Linked DNA regions of Mustela erminea: region 2 is linked to region 1. The links are chromatin contacts, called in public Hi-C maps. All regions are on one chromosome and are shown on one strand. Each heading gives the region's core, a stretch centred on a gene start, on an enhancer-like site or on the middle of the called end of the contact. The rest is flanking DNA. Distances are from core to core; before and after follow the strand shown. Region 1 holds the start of DPF1 (zinc finger protein neuro-d4). Region 2 holds the start of WDR87 (WD repeat-containing protein 87).

Region 1 (4,821 bases), core at 1,014-3,513:
TTGAACTCCCTTGCCGAAGCAGTCCTCCTCGCCCTAGCGCCCACCCTCATCCCTGCAGACCCCTCAAAAGGTGAGAGCAGAGAAGCATGCTACCACTCCCACCTAACCTCATTCTGGCCTCCAGGCCCCTGTAATACCCCACATGGACAGTGGACCACGTGAGAAACCAATATTGATGCTACTACTAATAATTAGTGTATTTAGGCAGAGTCAGGCTCTGTACCAAGTGCTTTACAAAGACCACAACAGCCCCTTGAGGTCATAGGCACTGTTATGATTCCCCAATACACAAATGGTAACACTCAGGCTCTGGAGGAGGGGGAGAAGGGGAGTGAATTAATAGCAAAGGATGAGGTTTGAAACTGGGCAGTCAGAACCTCTGCGCCTGCACGGTCCACTCTCCCACCCTCAAGAGGATTTGGCTCTCACCTTCCTTCAGAAGCCAGTTCCTACCCTCAACCCTCAACCTTGCTTGCAGACCTTTCCCAGGATGAGAGCAGAGAAGGGCAAGTAATGGCTCTGGCACTCCCATTCCAGCGCTTCCTTTGGCCTCCTCCGAAAGGTCTGGGCTCCAGGGTCAGGGTGAGGAGGCCAGAGTGCCTGGAGATCCACCAACCTGTACAGGAACCCTGTCCCAGCCCGCTCGAGGGTGTTCCTCATAGCAGACACATCTGTGTGTGTGTAAGAGAGTGAGAGGGAAGCAGAAGGTTGTCACCATCACACACCTCCTCACACTGACCCCAGTTCCGCACACACACCCTGTATGCTCTCTGGCTCACCGCAAAGCCACGCATGTGGGCGCGTGCCTATTGACACCCTCCTCCCCCTCCTCTCCCAACAGGCCCCTGCCAGAAACCAGAAACCACTGGAGGCCTTGGGTCCGGCCGTGAGACACAGCCCTGGGGAGGGTGGGGGGCGCTCCCGCCCCTTCTCCCTCCCCACCCGCCAGCACGCGTTGCTCAAGGTCAAGGCGGCGAGCGCTACCGGTTAGGGGAAGCGGGGTTGGGGGGCAGGTCGCCCCAGCCCCTTTGTGCGGCGCCGCGGGCGTTCGCCCTCCGACTCCTCCCCCAGGCCCGGGAGGAGGGGGAGGGGAGTGCCGCGCTCGCCAGCCGAGGAGGGAGGGCGGGAACGGCCGCGCGCCTGTCACTCTGAGCCCGCTGTCACCGCCAGAGGAAAGGGGGTGGGGAGCGCTGGGACCCGGGAGTCCGGGATCCCGAAGAGGGAGCGCGAGAGAGAGATAGAAAGAAAAAAGAAGAGAGGTGGCCAGAGCGAGGGATGGCTAGGACAGGGGAGGGATGGGACAGGGCTGGGCTTGAACCCAGGCGTCCAGGTTCCCAGCTGTCGGGCCCAGGAGGAAGCTAACGCTCGGAGGAGGGACGCGGACAGGGAGAAAGGGAGGGAATCCCCCGAGATTGAGGGCGCTGCCAGCATCCTCTCCAGAGGCATCCGGTCCCCAAGAGGATGAGAGATGCTCTTGTTAGGTGTCTATGGGCAGGAAGAAGGAGCGATCCCACGGTCTAAGCTGACCTGGTCGTCAGAGCTTCTAGGTCCTGAAGACCGGGGGAGGAAAAAGGGGAGACAGGACCCCCGACGTCTCAGCTCCCACCCTGCGGTCGCGCGAGCCGAGGCCCCAGAGAAAGAGGGGGGAAAGAGAAAGGTTCTGATGTGAGGAAAGAAGGTGGTTAGGACCCCGGAGACTGAGGTCTGGACTTAAGCGTCCGTACTCCCAGCCCTATGCCGGGGCAGGCCCCGCGCCCCCGGAGGCGCGGAGGAGGAGAGATGGAGGAGGAGGAGAGGGAAGCCCCTACCCCCACTCTGGGTGGGGAAACAGCCTCCGCCACCCCCCAGCCCGCGCCACATTCCTTCACTGACAGCGACAAAGAAGAGACGCCCCCGCGACCCTGAAGGGGCTCCCGCCCCCAACCCCAGGGGACAACAAGGGGCGGCGGGTCCCCCCAGGGGTGGGGGGGCGCTCTGCGGTTCCCCATTAAACTACCTTCCGAGCGCCGCGTCCCCTTCCCCAGCGAGGGCGGGGGAAGGGCCGGGGATGGGGGCAGGATGGAGGGACGTGGACGGCGGGGACACTCACGACTTGAGCGGGTTCTGAATGGCGGTGGCCATGGCCCGCTCGGCTGGGCCGCCTCCGGCCCGGGGCGCTGCTGCCGCCGCGCGCGGGCCCAGCCCGGCCTGCGCCGCCCGCTCTGCCGCCCAGCGCGCTACGATTTCATTCATTCTTGGGGCTGCGGCGCGAGCCGAGCGGGGCGGGCCGGGGGCGGGGCTCGGCCAATCCCCGCACCTCCCGGCGCACGACGGGACGTGGAGTCTAGGGGCGCGCGGCGGCGCCCGAGGGCGCCCCTGGCCGGACTACACGTCCCAGGGGGCGCCGGGAGGACCACACGCCCATTGGCTGCTGAGGATACAGGGCGGGGCTGGACTCGTCCCAGAGCATCCTTTACTCCTCCCTGAGGGTGCTCCATTCCCATCTCGGGCTCTCCATCCTCCAGGACCCGTCGGCGTGGGAGCAGGTGGTCCCTGGCCTCTGGGTCTCCTCTGGGTATGTGGATGACCCGAGGATCTGTCGTGTATCCTTGTCTGTGCTTGCGGGTCTGGTGTCTCTTCTGTGTAAGCCAACGTGTAGACAAGCACAGGGGTTAACCACTGCCTTTGTTCACTTATTCAGTGCCTGCCAGGTGCCAGGCACTCTTCTGGACACGGTGGCATATAGCAGTGACCCAACAAAGTCGCTGCCCTCAAGGAGCTGACCTTTTCATGGAGAAAGACAGATAGGTGATAAAGAAGAAAATAAAGAGACAAAATCATTTTAGAGAATTATGAATGCTATAAAGTTGCTTCTCTGAGGAGATGGCATTCAAGCTGAGACATGAGAAGTTCCAGCCAGGCAACAGGAGGGGAAAGGGAACGAGCTTTGACAAGGGAAAGACCAGTAAGAAAGCTGCTGTGACTGGAGGGGAGTGAGCGAGGGGAGAGACAAGGTTGGGGAGAGAGCAAGGACCCAGATCATGTAGAGCCTTGTAGGACATTACAAAGAAAATGGATTTTGTTCTAAGTGCAATCAATCATTGGCTCTCTTCTCTCTCTCTCTCTCTCTCTCTCTCTCACACACACACACACACACACACACACACACACACACACACCAAGCCCATCAGCAAATCCTGTTATCTCTACATTCACAAAACAGATCCAGGATCCACCTAGTCCTCCCCTTTCCCAGCGTCCACCTGGCACCATCCACCACTGTCTTTGCCTGGACAGCTCCCAGTCTGTCCTCCCTGCCGCAGCCAGTGTGGGCTACCTAAAACATATGGCATCACAATGCTCTCTAGCTCAAAACCTCCAGTGGCTTCTTTCACAATTAGAATAAAATGCAAAGCCCTCCCTCTGCCCTCAAGGCCCTACTTGATCCCCTCCGCAACCCTCCTCCAATTTCTGACCTCATCTCCCTCTCCCCTTCCTTTGGCTGACTTTGCTCCAGCCACACTGACTTCCTCCCTGTTCCTGGAAGGTACCAGTCCTCTGTCAGCCACAGGATCTTTGCACTTGCTCTTCTCTCTGCCTAGAATGTTCCTGTCCCAGATATCCACATGGCCCCATCCCTCGCTTTATTCAGGTTTCTCACTAAATGTCCCCTCCTCAGATGCAGCCTCAGGTAAAATGGCCTCCCCTATCACCCTGTCCTCTCAATTGCTTTTTCCTTCAATACTTATCATAGTTTGTCATCATTTAGTAGACCTGTTTAGTTATTTGACTTACTATCTGTCTCCACCCATTAGAATATCAGCTCTGTGAGGGCAGAGCTTGTTGTCCCATCCGCTGCTGTCTTCCCACTGCCTAGAACAGGGCCTGAAAAGTAGTAAATGCGCAATAATTATTTGTTGAACAAATCAGCGGATCAAACAGACGTTTTGCTCCATGTCTCTCCCCACCTTCTAGCTCTGAGGCACGCAGCCAGCAAAGGCGGGCTCCAGACTGTGCCCTCCTGCACACAGACACGAGGACAGCCTGAACGAATATACTGTATTAAGGAAAGCCCCCAGCAGGGTGTCTGGAGCTAAAGACGAAGAGAAGGGAGAGGTTCACAAGCACCTTCACTCCTTTCTAGACTATTATAGTCCCTAGCTCTGAACAGGAAGGCTGGACACAGAGGTGCCGGCTCTGCCCTGGGCTCTTAAGCTCACAGTCTGGTGGGATAACAGATGCACCCCCACACAGTTACAGCCAAGAGGGGAGGAAGTGCAGGCAGAGGGGTCAAGGCTGGGGTAAGAAAGCACAAGAACTGGGAGCCCAGAGGAGGTTCCTAACCTGGGCTGTGGGTCCGGGAGGGGTTTTTTGGAGGAGATTCCAAGGAAATCCTTTCAAGTCGTGACCCCTTGCCCTCTCTAAGCATGGAATTATTGTCTGTTCTGACATCCTGGAATGCTGGTGCCCAATCTTCCTGTCACCCAAGTGTTGGGGACACTGATCCTGGAAGTCCAAGCCTTTGGTCACTTCTCTTAACCCTGGAGCCTAAGGATCTGGCCACCAGAGGGCACTGTGGCCCCAGTCTTTGTCCACACAGGTTGTTCTGAATCCTCAGACCTAGGACAGATACCCTCCTGGTAGTGGGGCCACAGATCCTGCACACCCTCTGTGTGTGCAGACCCCTGGGGGCTTTGCCTGGGCCTCTGAGGGAGGCTCCATTGCTAACCTCCTACCCCACATCCCCTTCTTCCGCACTAATCTTCAGAGTACACAGCCCTCGCCTAAGGTCAGGCAACTTAGGCTCAGAGGGACAACACCCTCACCGAAAGCCCCCACCCA
Region 2 (4,643 bases), core at 1,495-3,994, 250 kb before region 1:
CAGAGCTACTGAGAGAGTAGTGATTTGTAACAAATTTGCAGTCACGCCATCACTTTCCATTGTTTCTAACATCTCCTCTGGGTCCAACTTCTCTTGGCTAGCCTGCAAAAAGCAAGTGGTTAGGACCCTTTGTGGGCACATTCCTTGGGGGTTAGTGGGAAAGAAGGCCTTCGAAACCCAAGCCTCTGTGTGTTTTTTTGGACACACTCTTCGACCCCATTTACCACCTCTCTCCTAAAATTCCCCCACCCATTATCTGCCCTTAAAAGCAAATATGGAGTGAGCTCCAGATGCCTTTGTCCCAACAGTCTTGACTTTTTAGTATCGTGATAATCCATGGGTTATCTCTCAAATGGGAGAATTCAGGCCCTGAATTCAATTTAGGGGAGTTAATATTTGAAGCCAAGATTTTGTATGTCCTACTGACTATGAAGGCAAACCAGGTCTGTGACTGGGCACCGCACTACATCCTTTTCTTAGCCACAGTCCACTCCAAGGTGGTGGGATAGAAGGCCAGACTCCAAGTCCTGTCTTTGTAATAAAGAGAATTGCCTCTAGGGGGCACTGCACTCCATGACAGTATTGGGCCCCTGGTCTCCTTTTGGGTCACTCAGTGGCTGGGTATGCTATTGTAGGAAGATGAGGGCTTACAGTTCTTGCCCCATAGAGCTTACAGTTCAGCAGGGAAGGTGATCATCAAAGGGTTGTCATAAAATTTGACGACAATGAGAAATTCTGAGTGTTGGGTTCTATTATTCTTTGAACTTTTCTGCAATTTTTAATCTTCCCAAGCTTAAAGCAAATTAAATTGTGCTATTGATTCACTTTTAAGAAGGAAAGGAAAAAAGTGCTGAGTATATATAGCAAGGAGACTTGGCCACCCAAATGGAGGGCGATGTGTGCTCCACTGTCGAGATAATGCCCTGCATGAATCCCATGGCCTCATAGGTGGCTCTCACAGTAGGGGACAGGGATGCAGAAACCCAGTATCAAAGGGCCTAGTTAATTAGCCAGAGGGGCTATAATGCCACAGGCAATCTTGGAAAAGGAGTCGGCATTTTAAATACATTGTTTCATTGAATTCTTATGATGATTCTATGACTTAGCTAACATCCGCCATTTAAACTTTTTAAAATGGGCATGGTATGGGGCGCCTGGGTGGGTTGGTGGGTTAAGCCTCTGCCTTCAGCTCATGTCATGATATCGGGGTCCTGGGATTGAGCCCCACATCGGGCTCTCTGTTCAGCAGGGAGCCTGCTTCCTCCTTTCTCTCTGCCTGCCTCTCTGCCTACTTGTGATTTCTCTGTCAAATAAATAAAATAAAAATCTTTTTTAAAAAATGGACTTGGTAAAAAAAAATATTCAAAATATACTATGGAGCATAGATTGAAAAAGTCACCTTTTCACACATGATAGCCTATCTTTGTTTCCCCTTCACAAAGGTAACGGTGGTTGTATCTTTCCACAGCTGTTCTGTACATACCCAAGTGTGTATGTGAAAGATAACCCTTACAAATAGTGGTGCACTACACACTGTTCTGCACCTCTTTCTCACCTAATATATCTTACAGATGAACTCATATTAATACATATAGCTCGGTCTCATTTTTCAGCATTTGCCAGCGGCATGGTATTGATCATTTATTTATCCAACCTTCTATTAATGGACATTGGGCAGTTTCCAACCTTTTGCTACAACAACCCATGCCACAAATGAGTATCTTTGTTTATGCCTCAGAGTTTTAATTTTATTTTAGTTAAATGAAATTTTAAAATTGGAGCCATGTAAATGTTTTCTCATTTAAGCATAACTTATTCTGGATATAGTGGGTTAAATAAAATATAAAATTAATTTCAACCATTCCTTTAATTTTTTAATGTAATAATTAAAATGGCATATGTGGTTGCATTATAATTGTGTCAGATAGTCTTGCTTTAGATTGTCTCTCTCTGGTGATGGTCTGATACCCCCACTGGACTTAGCTCCCTCAGGTAGGAACCCTGTCTTAACTTCCCACTGTCCCACAATCACCCAGCCTGGCATGAAGTAGAGGCTAAATACAGTTCTGTTGAATGAATGTGCAAATGAATGACCCTCTGCCCTCTCCCAGGAAGAATATACGCTTCCAGTTTCGAGTCTTACTGAGCATCTTCTTGGAGGAAGCAATGTTATTGACTGGGTTTTCTTGCTCGAGGACCTTGCGCTTCAGCAATCCCCTGGGTAACCCCTATGGAGTTGAAGTAACATCCATTTTTTTTTTTTAAGGGTCGGATTCTTGATTATTTCTGCAGGTGAACTAAATTTGAACAAAATTCCCAGTCAGTAGGTACTCAACATTAACACCAGACACCCTCAGAATGTGTGATCAACGACTGAAAGGTGGCTCACAGGGCCTCCAGGGCAGCCCTCTGGATGGTGGTCCCGAGGTTCCCATGGAGGAAAGAGCTCTGGAGATGCCTCGGCCGGCGAGAGGCCACCACACCCGAGTCCCTACAAGCTCGGGCGTCCCGGCCCTTGGCGTGCGTGGGAAGGAGGGCGTGACCGCGTGTTCAAGGCTGGAGCCATCCTTGCCTATTACCTGCGACGACAGGACTCCCGACAAGGGACGGGTACAGCGTGTGTGGAGATACCCGGGAGCTCCTGTGTGAAGGAGCAGACCTACAAGGAGCGCCTGGATAGCGACCTTGGGGATGCCGCGGGAAGACTCCGCGAACCGAGCGGTTACCCTCCAACACCGCGCCCAGTAGACAGACCCAGGCGAAGGGAGTGAGCGCGCGTGCGCACTCGCGCGCGCCCGGTAGGAAGAAGCTCAGCGCGCGCTTCCGCGCGCGCGCGCGTTCGAAAGGGAAAAAAAAGTCTCCCCCGCGGGGGCCCGCGGCATTTAGGCCGGTGTTGGCCGGCGAGCGCGCGTGCGCGAGCGCGCAAAGACGCCCTCCACTGCCGCTCCCCTCCACTGGGGGTCTAGCGCACAGCTCCGCTGTCCCCGCCTCTCCCGAGGCTCGCGCCCTCGGGGTAAGTACCTCGCGCCTAGCGGAGAGAGGGGGTGAGTCCGCCAGAGAAAGGGTGGAGGCAGACAGGGCTGGGAGAAAGGGAAAAGCCGCTCTTGCAGAGCGCAGAGCTCTGCCACGGGGCTGGAGTCTGCAGAAGACACGCCTCCATCCCTCACGCCCCTCGGGGCTGCGGAAGTGCTCTGGAGACTGGAGCGGCACGGAGGCGACAGGTGGACTACCATTCCCAGAAGGCGGCGCGGGGCTGCGCCTACTGGTCCCGGCAATACCTGCGCGCTAGGCTTTTTTTTTTTTTTTTTTTTTCCCCCTTCTCTCCCGTTTGCTGCTGCCTGGGGCGAAACTACAGTTCCCAGAAGGCTTCGCGCGAAGAAGGCTTGGAAGTGGGCAGCCTGGAAGTCACTCGGGCCACCCGAGCTGGCGGTGTCTCCAGCGAACGGCGCGGAGCCGGACGCTGCGGTCGTGGGGCCCGCGGGGCGGGCAGCCGGGACGCCCAGGTATGTGGGTTCGGGTGCCGGGGCGGCCTCACGCAAGGGTGGCGGGGAATCGGTGTCCACTCGGACCCCGAGGGTCAGCGCGGGCTGGAGACCCGGCGGACGGCCGGGTGTGGGCACCGGTTGTGGGGGGCGGCGGCGCCGGGACTCGCGCCCTCCGGACCTGGCCAGACCTGTGCCTGCATGGCTCAACTTTCGAGACGTGCTACCAGCAATGTATGGAAGAGCATGGAGTGGGAGTCGGGTAGCGGTGGGTTCGTGTCCTGCCTCTGCCACTCGGGAGCTGCGATCTAGGGAAACCGCACCGAACCTCAGTTTCCCCTTCGGTAAAACGGGAATAAGAGTGTCTTTTGCTGGGGATTCTGTTGAGATGTTGAGATATGGCGAATAAGGCGTTTGGCACATGGAAGGCACTTACTACGTGTTTGCGCTATTGTTGGCTCCAATGAAATTGGGTGAAGGTGTTAACATCTACAGCATTGGGTTAGTTGAGGGTATGCATGTAAAGGGCCGAGTCCGTAGTTAGTACTCAGTGGAGAGTAGCTCCTGTTAATCGAAATTATTTCAGGGGCTTTGGTTTGAGAGGCAGAGACCCAGATTCAAATTTAAGCTGTGCCATTTATCAGCCATGTGACCTTGGGCAACTGGCTTCACCTCTCTGCGGCTCGGTTTCCCTATCTGTAAAATGGGGATTTCAATATTAGCCACCTCATGGAGTTTTGAGGATGAAGCGAGAATATTGTGTGTAAAGTGCTTAGAGCAGCAGTTGGCACATAGTGAGCATTCAATAAATGGTACCATTTATTCAGCGTTTTTCCTGCGACCCTGAGACCCTCTGAGGGTGGGGCTCTGGCTCTAGTCTAGGTCTGACCCACGGGGGCGGGGGCTGGGGGACCTCTGATCTAGTTGATTTCCTCTTCCGCAGCCTCAGGTTCCTTGTTTGTAAAATGGGATGACAACATCAGTCTCAGCGGGTTGTAAGGATTTGCTGAGATGGTATTCCTAGTCCAGAGCCATCTCCTACTAAGTAGCAGCTCTTATGTATTATAATTGTTCTTCTTCAATGTTCTCCATCTGGCCCAGAGACTGTCTAACTGTGGGCTGTGACATGACAGCCCCGAGCTCCCCCACACATTCACTCCC

What was found. Hi-C and Micro-C count contacts between places; a contact is called where the count stands out from the background.
Region 2: a Hi-C map of fibroblasts shows a contact between it and region 1, with 4 times the contacts expected there. The contact joins the promoter of WDR87 here to the promoter of DPF1 in region 1. A contact is called at or near these places in 2 of 3 Hi-C or Micro-C datasets (fibroblasts and spleen).

The regions. Positions count from the first base shown.
Region 1 is chr19:16,232,504-16,237,324 of mMusErm1.Pri, reverse strand. It overlaps DPF1 (zinc finger protein neuro-d4), which reads right to left and starts at 2,263. Exons shown (of 11, transcript XM_032325936.1): 1 at 2,090-2,263. The coding sequence starts at 2,232.
Region 2 is chr19:16,484,515-16,489,157 of mMusErm1.Pri, reverse strand. WDR87 (WD repeat-containing protein 87) reads right to left here and starts at 2,744. Exons shown (of 6, transcript XM_032326307.1): 1 at 2,580-2,744. SIPA1L3 (signal-induced proliferation-associated 1-like protein 3) reads left to right here and starts at 3,328. Exons shown (of 21, transcript XM_032326312.1): 1 at 3,328-3,503.